Regions from separate parts of the Mus musculus genome. Here regions 1 and 2 are each linked to region 3. The links are chromatin contacts, called in public HiChIP or PLAC-seq maps. All regions are on one chromosome and are shown on one strand. Each heading gives the region's core, a stretch centred on a gene start, on an enhancer-like site or on the middle of the called end of the contact. The rest is flanking DNA. Distances are from core to core; before and after follow the strand shown.

Region 1 (3,243 bases), core at 534-3,033, 140 kb before region 3:
TGGAAAAATAAATGATGAAAGAAAGCTTTGAACATTGTGGTGGTACAAATCTTTTTATTACCCTATCATTCGTACTATTATACATAGTCATAATTTTCTGCTTCTGACACTCCTGAATATTTCAAAGAAACATATATGTTTCTCTTTTATATATAAAAATAACTGAATATTAACCAGATCTGATTTTTTTTTTCCTGTCATCACTGAAGCTAAGTTTCTCGTATTTTCCTTTGGCTTAATTAATTTCTAAGTACTTTGTTGTAGAGGTTCACGGGCACCAAAACCTTAGTTTTCTTTTAAAGACATTTCTGAAGGAAATTTTTATTTGATACAAAACTCTGCCTTACTAATATGTATCTGAGTGATATTTTCACTTTTCCCATGTCAATGTGCCAGCATCCTTTGCCTCACAGCTCCTGGGTTCTCTTCTGAGCACTGGTTTGAGTTGCTGGTCCTGTATCTTATTTCTCACACTGCTTTCAAAGTCTTTCCATGATGTCTGGGTCTCAGCAGTTTGACTCTGTGCCCACTTATGGTCCTTCTCATATTGATTCTTCATGTACTTCTCTAAGCTTCCAGAATTTACTATTCATGTGTTTTGCCAAAATAAACAAACATACCAGCCTCATCGCATCAAATATTATTCTAATTCATTCTCCCTGGCCTTTCCTTCTGTTACTCAGACATGTGTATAGTTATTGTTCCACAGATTTCTGATTCACATACATGTGTGTATATGTATGTGTGTGTGTGCATGTGTGTGTATATACATATATAACTTCAGTATTCTATCTGTAAATTCCTAAACTTTTGCTTTTACATCTCTTTGTTTTAAATTCAGCCAGAGATATTTTTAAATTCTAAGTATTACTTATTTTTAGTCTTATAATTTTCACTTTTTAAAGAGTTGAGGGAAAGCATCAATGAAAGTGGAAGAGGGAAAGCAATGGAGAGTAATGGTAGAATGGTTCAAAATTCATGTTATACACATATAAAAATGTCAAAATGAAACCCATTATTTTATACACAAGAAAAAATTTAAAATCTCTGACTATCCGGATCCCCTTAGGGCTATCCTCACTTAACTTTTTTTTGACTGAAACTTCATTTTCCTGGTTCTCTATACATCAACTTGGATTTGCTGAATGTCATGACTGTTGTATTTAGGACATTCAGTTCCCTACCTTCAAAAAACATTGTCTTATCAGTTCCCCTTGATGCACTGAAAAGACAAAATACTCTTAAAAGAACAGCTTGTATTTTAGCTTAGTTATTTCCATCTTAGCTGGCTGACTATAGTCTTCCCCAAACGGTATGGATCTGAGTCAGCCAGAGACTTGGTCAGAAACCGTCCTGTTGGCTTTCTCTTCCTAGCCTTCCCCCATCACCTTCCAGCAGCTTTGGTTGCCCTGAACTCTGTCCTGCTTTTTCCTGGCCAGTGGCTTTACTATCAGGTGTATGCTCAAGGCCAGCTGCAGCCTGCCGTCCAGTGAAACCTCATATAAACGCCAACTTCACTCTCTTCAAATCACTGAGACCGAATTCAGTGGTTTATCTTTCTCACTATTTTCTTTCACTCTGCTAAATGAGAGGAGAGAGAGAGGGAAGTGTGTGTTTGTGTGTGTGTGTGTGTGTGTGTCTGTGTGTGTGTGTGTGTGTGTGTGTGTGTGTGTGTGTGTGTGTCTGTGTGTGTGTGTGTGTGTGTGTGTGTGTGTGTGCTATTTCTTATCTGAGGTAGGGCATTCCTGATAAGAGACTGCTTACTCATGGTGAATCAGAATTGCCAAAGGCATTTTCGGTTTGGTGTGTTTGCTCAGTTTCTTTTCTCTTTTACAAGTGCCTGTGTGCTGCCTGTCTCTGTTTCTCTCTCTCTCTCTCTCTCTCTCTCTCTCTCTCTCTCTCTCTGTGTGTGTGTGTGTGTGTGTCTGTTTCTCTGTGTGTGTGTCTTTCTCTCTCTCTCTCTGTCTCTCTCTGTGAGTGTGTGAGTGTGTGTTTTCTTGAGTGTACAGGTTCCATCATTATTTCTAGTTCATTATTCTATCCTTTCTAAAAATTCATAAGCAATGATGGATGTCGCTTTCTTCTTCTTTGTTTTCTTTCTTTGCATGGGTTAGGGGTTGAATGTATGGACTTGCACATGCTAGGCAGTGCTCTACCAGTGGTCTAGACCCCACCTCCCAAACACACACCCTCTTTTACTTTTTGTTTTGAGGCTAATAACATGAATAAAATGCTGCCCCAGGGTAGCTTCAAAATTGTGATCCTCCAACCTTAGTCTCTCAAGGAGCTGCAGTCATAGACCCAGTTGGGTGTCAGTCTCAGCAGTTCATAGACTACTGGGTTCATTGTCTCAGCTACGCTATTGGTTGTTAGTTTTACAGTCATAAACTTTAAAATTGTGTTAAAATAGTTATATCGTATAGATTTATGGTGGTTCTATTTGTAATAGTGGTTTCATCTAAACACAGACCCATTTATAGTATTGTTGCTATTGAGTATACTATTTATAGTATGTTGGACCTGGCGTGGTGGTACCTGCCTGTCATCCCAGCACAGGAGAGGCAAGAGGACTGCAACAGCAAAGCCAGCCTGGGTCACACAAGAAGACCCTTTCTCAAGCATGCAAGCAAGCAAATACTGAAACAGTAACCAAAACATTACATCATTTTCCTGCCATTTTAGCTCACCGGGAAATGAATTATAAAAAACATTATCTCTTAGAGACCTTGCATTCATATAACTTCATTTGAAGTTCCAGGACAGCCAGGGCTATACAGAGAAACCCTGTCTCGAAAAAAAAAAAAAAATGTATACTGTTAATTAGCATGTTATTTAGCACTCTACATGTCTTATAAAAAAAATCCTAACATTATGAGATTAGAGTGTAGGTTTTTACATCATCTTTTCAGGCTTTGATGTTAAGACTACACCTGATCATGTAAACAACTGAAAAGGGTTTTGTTGTTTGTTTGTTTAAGTTAATTGACACAGGCTCCTTTTGTGGTTGGTTGGTTAGTTGGTTTGTCTGTTTCCTACATGAAAGTTTGAAAGAACTCATCCATCAATCTATTTGGGCCTGGTTCTTTGAAATAGACTTAACTGGTGCATAATAACTACATTCAGTTACACATGTATATTTTAATGCACACATACAATGCATAATTATCAAATCAGGATAATTAGTATATCCATCACCTCAAACATTTACTTCTCTGTGTTGAGAAACATTCCAAATGCTCTCTG
Region 2 (2,929 bases), core at 246-2,745, 150 kb after region 3:
CTATCTACCTTCCTATTGGGGGTGGGGAGGGAGGGAGAATGTATATACTTTGGCGCATATGTGGGAGTTAGAGAGTTAGAGGACAACTTGTGGTTGCTGGTTTTCTTCTTCCATTGTCTCAACTTCTAAGGAGTCAAACTGGGTTATCAGGCTTGGTGGCAAGCACCTTTATTCACTGATCCATCTCACCAACTCAAAACTACACATATTCTTATTTTTTTTTTAAAGAATTATTATAGTATGTGTATACATGATGTGCGTGTGTGTGAGAATGTATGAGGCAGTACACATGGGGAGGTCAGAGGACAACTATTTTAAGTTGCTTTCTCTCCTTACACATTGGGACCTAACCCATGCTTCCAGGTTCACATGGTCAGGTCAGTGCCTTTAACTTGCTGAGCCATCTCATAGACACATTAAAGGTTGCTTTTAAAGTAAAAAAAAAAAAAAAAAAAAAAAAAAAATCAGATCTTCCCAGGCCTTAGCTTAGCCTGTCTAAATTTCAGAAAGTTAGGTACGTGGAAAAAAACCAAAAATCCCTTCTTAGGAATCTAATGCTCCCCTGCCTTTGGTACGCCACACATTTTTTTTTCCATTTTTTATTAGGTATTTAGCTCATTTACATTTCCAATGCTATACCAAAAGTCCCCCATACCCACCCACCCCCACTCCCCTACCCACCCACTCCCCCTTTTTGGCCCTGGCGTTCCCCTGTACTGGGGCATATAAAGTTTGCGTGTCCAATGGGCCTCTCTTTCCAGTGATGGCCGACTAGGCCATCTTTTGATACATATGCAGCTAGAGTCAAGAGCTCCGGGGTACTGGTTAGTTCATAATGTTGTTCCGCCACACATTTTTATGCTTTCTTTCCTGTTTCAAAAATACATGTTCAAGTCAAAACTTAGTCTGTCAATCTTGTTTGTCTATACAGTGGCAGGACTTATCCCACTGACTTCAATCAATATACAGATCAACCAGGTGGGAATGGTGGCTCAGCCCACCACGAGAAACAGACCCTGCACAAGCAGCCAGAACCTTTGTGCTGGAATTGCCAGTTCATCTGTACTTAATTCAGTGATCAGTTTGCTCTCTAATGGGCTGTGGGGATAGGAGCTGTGAGGAGGCAGAGAAATCACAGCCAGTTCCTGTTCGAGGAGGGAGAGCTACCCACTTACCTGCAGCAAACCTCTTCTTAATGAGTGAAAACCGGTAGCCTGCTCCAACAAGTTCAATGTCACAGCCAGAGAGAGTACTTCCTTCACTCGTGAACTGCACAACCAGCGGGGAAGGTTTGCTCGGGCCTTCGGATAACTGAAATCTCGCCAGTAAAGAACCTACGCCTTTAAAAGAAGAGCGTTACCGCAAGACAGCAGTTGGCAGCACTCTGCATGCAACTTTGAAGTCACACTTGAGGTGAACTGTGCAAGACTGGGCAGCCGAGGAAGCAGCGTATTCTTTGTTTGCAAAATGAGAGTGAGCAAAGCATCTTTGAGGAGCCTGAGCAGCTGGTCGGGGCACGTCAGCAGAGCGGTACTTTGAAATTTGTGACGTGCTACAAGGATGGCTACATCCTTTCCAGCCTGTGATTTACATCAGAGGGAGAAAGAAAAGCATCTACGGGGACATGACACAGGGCGGACTCATGCCGTGGTCTACGTGGGAGTTGAGGGCTTGGTGGGAAAGGAGAGAGAAAGGTCCCCTAAAAGCCAACTTGCTTTGATAGATGTTAGTAAGTAAAGAAAGACTAACAAAGCTTCTAGGGGTACGTGGCTTTGGGTTCATAGTTGGCCAATACCTGTAAGTTATGTCAGATTTAAGCCCGTGACTACAATTACCTCCATTTTCTGACTTCTGGGAGATATCGGGAATCTTCCATAATATTCTTTGTTGTTCAGCATTCCTAAAAAAATAAAAGGAAGGGCTTTCTCACACACAAAGGATTTGCTCAACAGATGCCACATTTCCAGATAGTGCTAAACTAGAACGTACTCCAAACGTTTAGCTCTGCCTAACTGTATCTGTTCCCCTACGTGCGTAATGTGCTTCCGTTTCCCTATTCTAAGGAGCCACAGCAATGTGAGACAAACAGAGGGTAACACAGTCCTTACAATACATCTACCCAGAAAGCAGATGCGAAGCGGTTGGTAATTGTGGTGTTTAGGTAACTTTCACTGCAAATGCTGGTTAGCGCTAGCTCACATTTGTTTTATTTTTTAAATATTAATTTATTAAAGGATATGAATGCTCTGTTTGCATGTACGCCTGCATGACAGAAGAGGGTATGGGATCCTATTATAGATGCTTGTGAGCCATTATGTGGTTGTCAGGAATTGAACTCAGGACTTCTGGAAGGGCGACCAGTGCTCTTAACCGCTGAGCCATCTCTCTAGCCCCCCACATTAGTTTTAAAGAAGTACTCTGCATTTTGCTGGTACTCGTGAAAAAAACTGAAGTCCTCCACATTCTCCCATTACAGATGATTCTAGCACTCAGAGATTTCCTCCAGTACCATCTGATGCCCACCAGCGAGTCTTTCTACAGTTTAGGGGCTCAATGGAACACTGCATTCCCCAGACTCTCTTGCAGTTAAGGTTCTAGCTCCAAGGGAGGCTCAGGTTTGGGAGGCAGAGGAGGCTGATGAACCCGTTTCCCTAGCCAGCAGCTGGGATGGAAAGAATCTTCAAACACGGGGTCCAGCCTGGGCCCCAGGGTGTGTGTGTGTGTGTGTGTGTGTGTGTGTGTGTGTGTGTGTGTGCTGAGAAGGAGTTAGGCCAGGCGTGTTTTCTGATCCTGGGAATCAAACTCTTAGGAGGCAAACCAACCTGATTTTCCTGGTAGCCAACTCCTCTCCTTCCCCAGGCCCTGTACATTCTGCAGTGCACTGGGAAACACTCACTTTCAGCTGAGATCCAGAGGAAAGCCTCTGCTC
Region 3 (3,226 bases), core at 544-3,043:
AGAATGGTGTTCTTCTTCAATGACCTCTGAACTTATCTTGACTTTAGTGGGCAGGACTACAGGATGCAAAGCACAGCAGCACATTACATATGGAGGCTCCACAACCAACAGAAATTATCTTTTCCTTTGTTCTTTTATTAATGCCATCCTAAAACACGTAGAGAAATTTGACCCTTCAAAGGATAGTTTGGGTTCCTTTCATAATCTTTTTCATATAATTTCATCCAGTGGCCTTATTTTATCATCTTATCAATATTTGCAAACTAGTTATAAATCTTAACGTTGCTGATGTCACTTTTATATCACCCAAAGTCTTGGAAGGGTTGGCCATTAGCACGCCTACAACACCAGCACAGACAATAATCATGTTTTTATTACATGAGGGAGCTTGCCTTTGCCCTCCCTTCATCTCCAGTCGTGCCCTTGCCTACCAGCATCACATCCGTCTTGTCTGCATTGAACCTCAACCAGTTGGTTCTTAACCACGTCCGAAACTCAGCCAGGCACTGGGAGAATCGAGCCACCACACCATCTGGATTAAAGGAAAGAAAGCCTCAGTAGCAAAGAGACAGAGACAGTTACCTCAAGCTCACTCAGTCTCACATTTTCAAAAGATGTCCCAGAACCAGGTCAACCGCCCCGTGGGAATTTCAGCAAAATGAAACAAAGATTGAGTCCTGCAATTTATAAGCAATGCTAAAGATTACAAAGAACCCAATAATTACATTTCTGTATTTCACCCATGATTTGAGAAAAGTCTAGTCAATTCCGGGTCATCTCCGTTAAGCGGTCTTAGAAACCTAGCTGGTCTTAAAATTGCCTAAGGTCTTCTGCAAAATTACAAAAATTGAGGTTTAATAGAAAAACTGAAGCCCTCCCCGGGAGTGGGGGAAGAGACTTGCCCAAGGTCACACAACATGCAAGGACCAGAGATGGGAACCAGGCCAGCAAGCATCTACATTACAAGCTAAAAGAATAAGGCCACTCGCGGGGGAGATAGGCACTGGGAGCGGCTGGTTCCCTGCAATGCTGTCTCTGAGTCTCTCGCCCCTCTAGCTCCCTCCGACAACGGCAGGTTGACCCAGGTTGCGCCTATCACCTCAAGGGATGCTCTGCTAAGAGAGCCAACCTCAACTGGCTGGACAGCTAGAGAAATCAGGGGCACAGAGGTGGAGCCACGGGGGAGTGGCCAGGAAGCCACACCCCTGCCGCGGAGCGAGGGCCGACCGAAAAGGGCGGGAGCTGGCCTGCCCGCCCCGCAAACTCACTCCGCAGCGTAATCCCGGCGCGCCGCGGAAGCGGCGAAGATTGGGCGCCGCCGCCGCCACCGCGAAGGCCGAAAGACCGGGGAGGGGCGGGGCGGAAACTACGCATGCGCGCCAGACGGCAGCGCCTCCAAGCCGCCAGCCCTCCCGGTACACTCGGGCAGCCCCGCCCCGGAAGTTAGGAGTCTTCCGGGCGGCGCTCTCCCGTGGGGGGAGGGGAAGTGGGGAAAAGGAGACTGCGAGCGCCCCTGGGGCCCCGGTTCCCGATCGAAGGATGGGTAAGATGGTCTGTGGAGGCTGCACTTACAGCCGCCGCTGCTGCCGCCGCCTCCGCTGCTGCCGCCGCCGCCTGGAGACGCCCCATCCATCCGCCTGCAGCCGGGAGACTCGCAGCCTGGGAGGGGCCTAGGGCCTGGGCCGCCCGCCTCCTCCGAATCGTCGCCCGAGCTTCCTCCAGCTCCACCAACCCTCTACCCTCCCCTCCGCCTCCGCCCTCCTCCTCCACCTCGAGCGGCCAGCCAACCGCGCGGCCGCTTCTTGAGCCAGGCTCCGCGGTCGCCATGGCGCCCGGCAAACATTCCTGAGCTGCTGAGCGGGCAGTTGGGAGTCCGGGCATCGCCGAACCTGCTGGGGAAGGGGGCGCCGAGCCCTGGTCTAAAAAGTCACCACCATGCATAGCTCTCCGACGAGCACCCGCAAGCAGGCCAGCTTCGCCGCGTAAGTTCCGCACTAGATCCGTGTGGCCCGTTCCTCTAGATCCCGGAGAGACAGCCAGCCCTTCGGTTTGGAAAGGGGTTCCCAACGCATTCGATCCCGCGGAGCCCCCCAGGCAGCGCCGGATCCTCTGGCTTGATTCGGTCTGTGTAAAAACTCCCGCTGCCGTGCTAGACCGGAGTTTGTCGAGGACCACCCTGCCTATTTCTTCCAAGCGCTTTTTCTTGTATTCTTTCATTAGGTCTCTCAACTTCCAAGCTGTCTCGTGTTCTGGCTCCTTGGTCTCTGAGCAACCAAAGCTAATTTTAATATGTACGCCAGCAGAGGATTTTTTTTTTTCATCTCTTTCTGCCAGCTTACCTTAAGACTCTTAACTGCTTAGTTCATGCCGCTAAGCTAGGAGAAAGGCCCAAAGATAATGTGGACTCGTGTGGCGTTGAACTTGGAAGTGGTTTGAATTTTCATTAAAATATTCCCCCTTTCATGCTCGAACATTTCAGTGGTTTTGCGGTCTTCCCAGAGCAGCCACATCTTTTCTTCCAACATCCTCTCAGCTAATTCGCCCTTTGAACTTACTGAAAGTTCTGAGGAGAGAGCCTTGCATTTGCCCTTGAGTTAAGTGCTCAGCCTTACATCGCTTCTCCGAAAAAGCGCTTTCCAATAGCTTACAACAGTCGGTTGGCACTTTAGTTGTTAACTAGCCAGTCACCAGCTTTGATCTAAATGACCACTTACTTTACTGAGTTTTGAAATGCTTCAGTTAGCTAATAGGACATTTTTCAATCTTCACTAGGCTCGTGGCTAGTTTCTGCTGTTATGTATCAATGTCTGTTTGTGTTTATAGATCAGGGTCTTTCGCCCTGTGTAGCCCTGGCTGATATGGAACTGGTTTGAAAGTGCTGGGATTAAATAAAGGCTTGGGCCACCTGGCCTGGCCTTCTTTTTCAAAATAGTTTACTAATCTGTCTCCTTCCTAAATATGTGTTGTGGAGGCAGGTGGTTCACTTCGTTGTTGCCTTGTGCCTTTCAAAGTTAAGTATATGCATGATTCACAAGTTTTCTTATCTCTTCAAGATCTCTCTCAAGAAAACAAAACTGAAGCAATTACACCCAGTGTGCTCGAAATTCATCCTCAGCGCTGTAATTTACTGCCCCTTTGTTTCCAGTCCGCAGCCATCCCAGTTCATTAAACTGCAACCCTTGCACTTCCTCGGTATGGGTCCTGCATCTTTACTGCCAAGCATTGA

Evidence for each region. HiChIP or PLAC-seq counts read pairs in DNA pulled down with a chosen protein or histone mark.
Region 1: a contact with region 3 is called in a FOXA1 HiChIP or PLAC-seq map of pancreatic cancer cells. The contact joins the enhancer-like site here to the promoter of Wdr78 in region 3. A contact is called at or near these places in 3 of 115 datasets of contacts at active chromatin or transcription factors (bone marrow-derived macrophages, embryonic stem cells and pancreatic cancer cells) and 1 of 9 other capture datasets (adipose tissue).
Region 2: a contact with region 3 is called in an H3K27ac HiChIP or PLAC-seq map of regulatory T cell precursor, with 4 times the contacts expected there. The contact joins the enhancer-like site here to the promoter of Wdr78 in region 3. A contact is called at or near these places in 2 of 39 promoter capture datasets (cranial neural crest and pre-B cells), 1 of 484 Hi-C or Micro-C datasets (embryonic stem cells), 7 of 115 datasets of contacts at active chromatin or transcription factors (CD8 T cells, the SCID.adh cell line, bone marrow-derived macrophages and 4 more) and 2 of 9 other capture datasets (adipose tissue and liver).

What each region holds. Positions count from the first base shown.
Region 1 is chr4:103,248,136-103,251,378 of GRCm38.p6, reverse strand. All of the region lies in intron 5 of 4921539E11Rik (RIKEN cDNA 4921539E11 gene), which reads left to right. Among named protein-coding and RNA genes, the nearest start is that of Slc35d1, 35 kb to the right of the region's middle. Within about 2 kb of position 1,783, at least 30 of the 459 cell types and tissues checked have an H3K27ac peak or open chromatin away from gene starts, as enhancers often do. A contact at or near this core is called in pancreatic cancer cells, where this site is marked.
Region 2 is chr4:102,966,582-102,969,510 of GRCm38.p6, reverse strand. Sgip1 (SH3-domain GRB2-like (endophilin) interacting protein 1) reads right to left here. Exons shown (of 26, transcript NM_001285852.1): 24 at 1,836-1,900; 25 at 1,176-1,340. It overlaps Gm12709 (predicted gene 12709), which reads left to right. Exons shown (of 4, transcript NR_040444.1): 4 at 932-2,245. Among named protein-coding and RNA genes, the nearest start is that of Tctex1d1, 18 kb to the left of the region's middle. Within about 2 kb of position 1,495, at least 17 of the 459 cell types and tissues checked have an H3K27ac peak or open chromatin away from gene starts, as enhancers often do. A contact at or near this core is called in CD8 T cells, the SCID.adh cell line and regulatory T cell precursor, where this site is marked.
Region 3 is chr4:103,112,866-103,116,091 of GRCm38.p6, reverse strand. It overlaps Wdr78 (WD repeat domain 78), which reads left to right and starts at 1,793. Exons shown (of 17, transcript NM_146254.4): 1 at 1,793-1,982. The coding sequence starts at 1,936. It also overlaps a transcript of Mier1 not described here.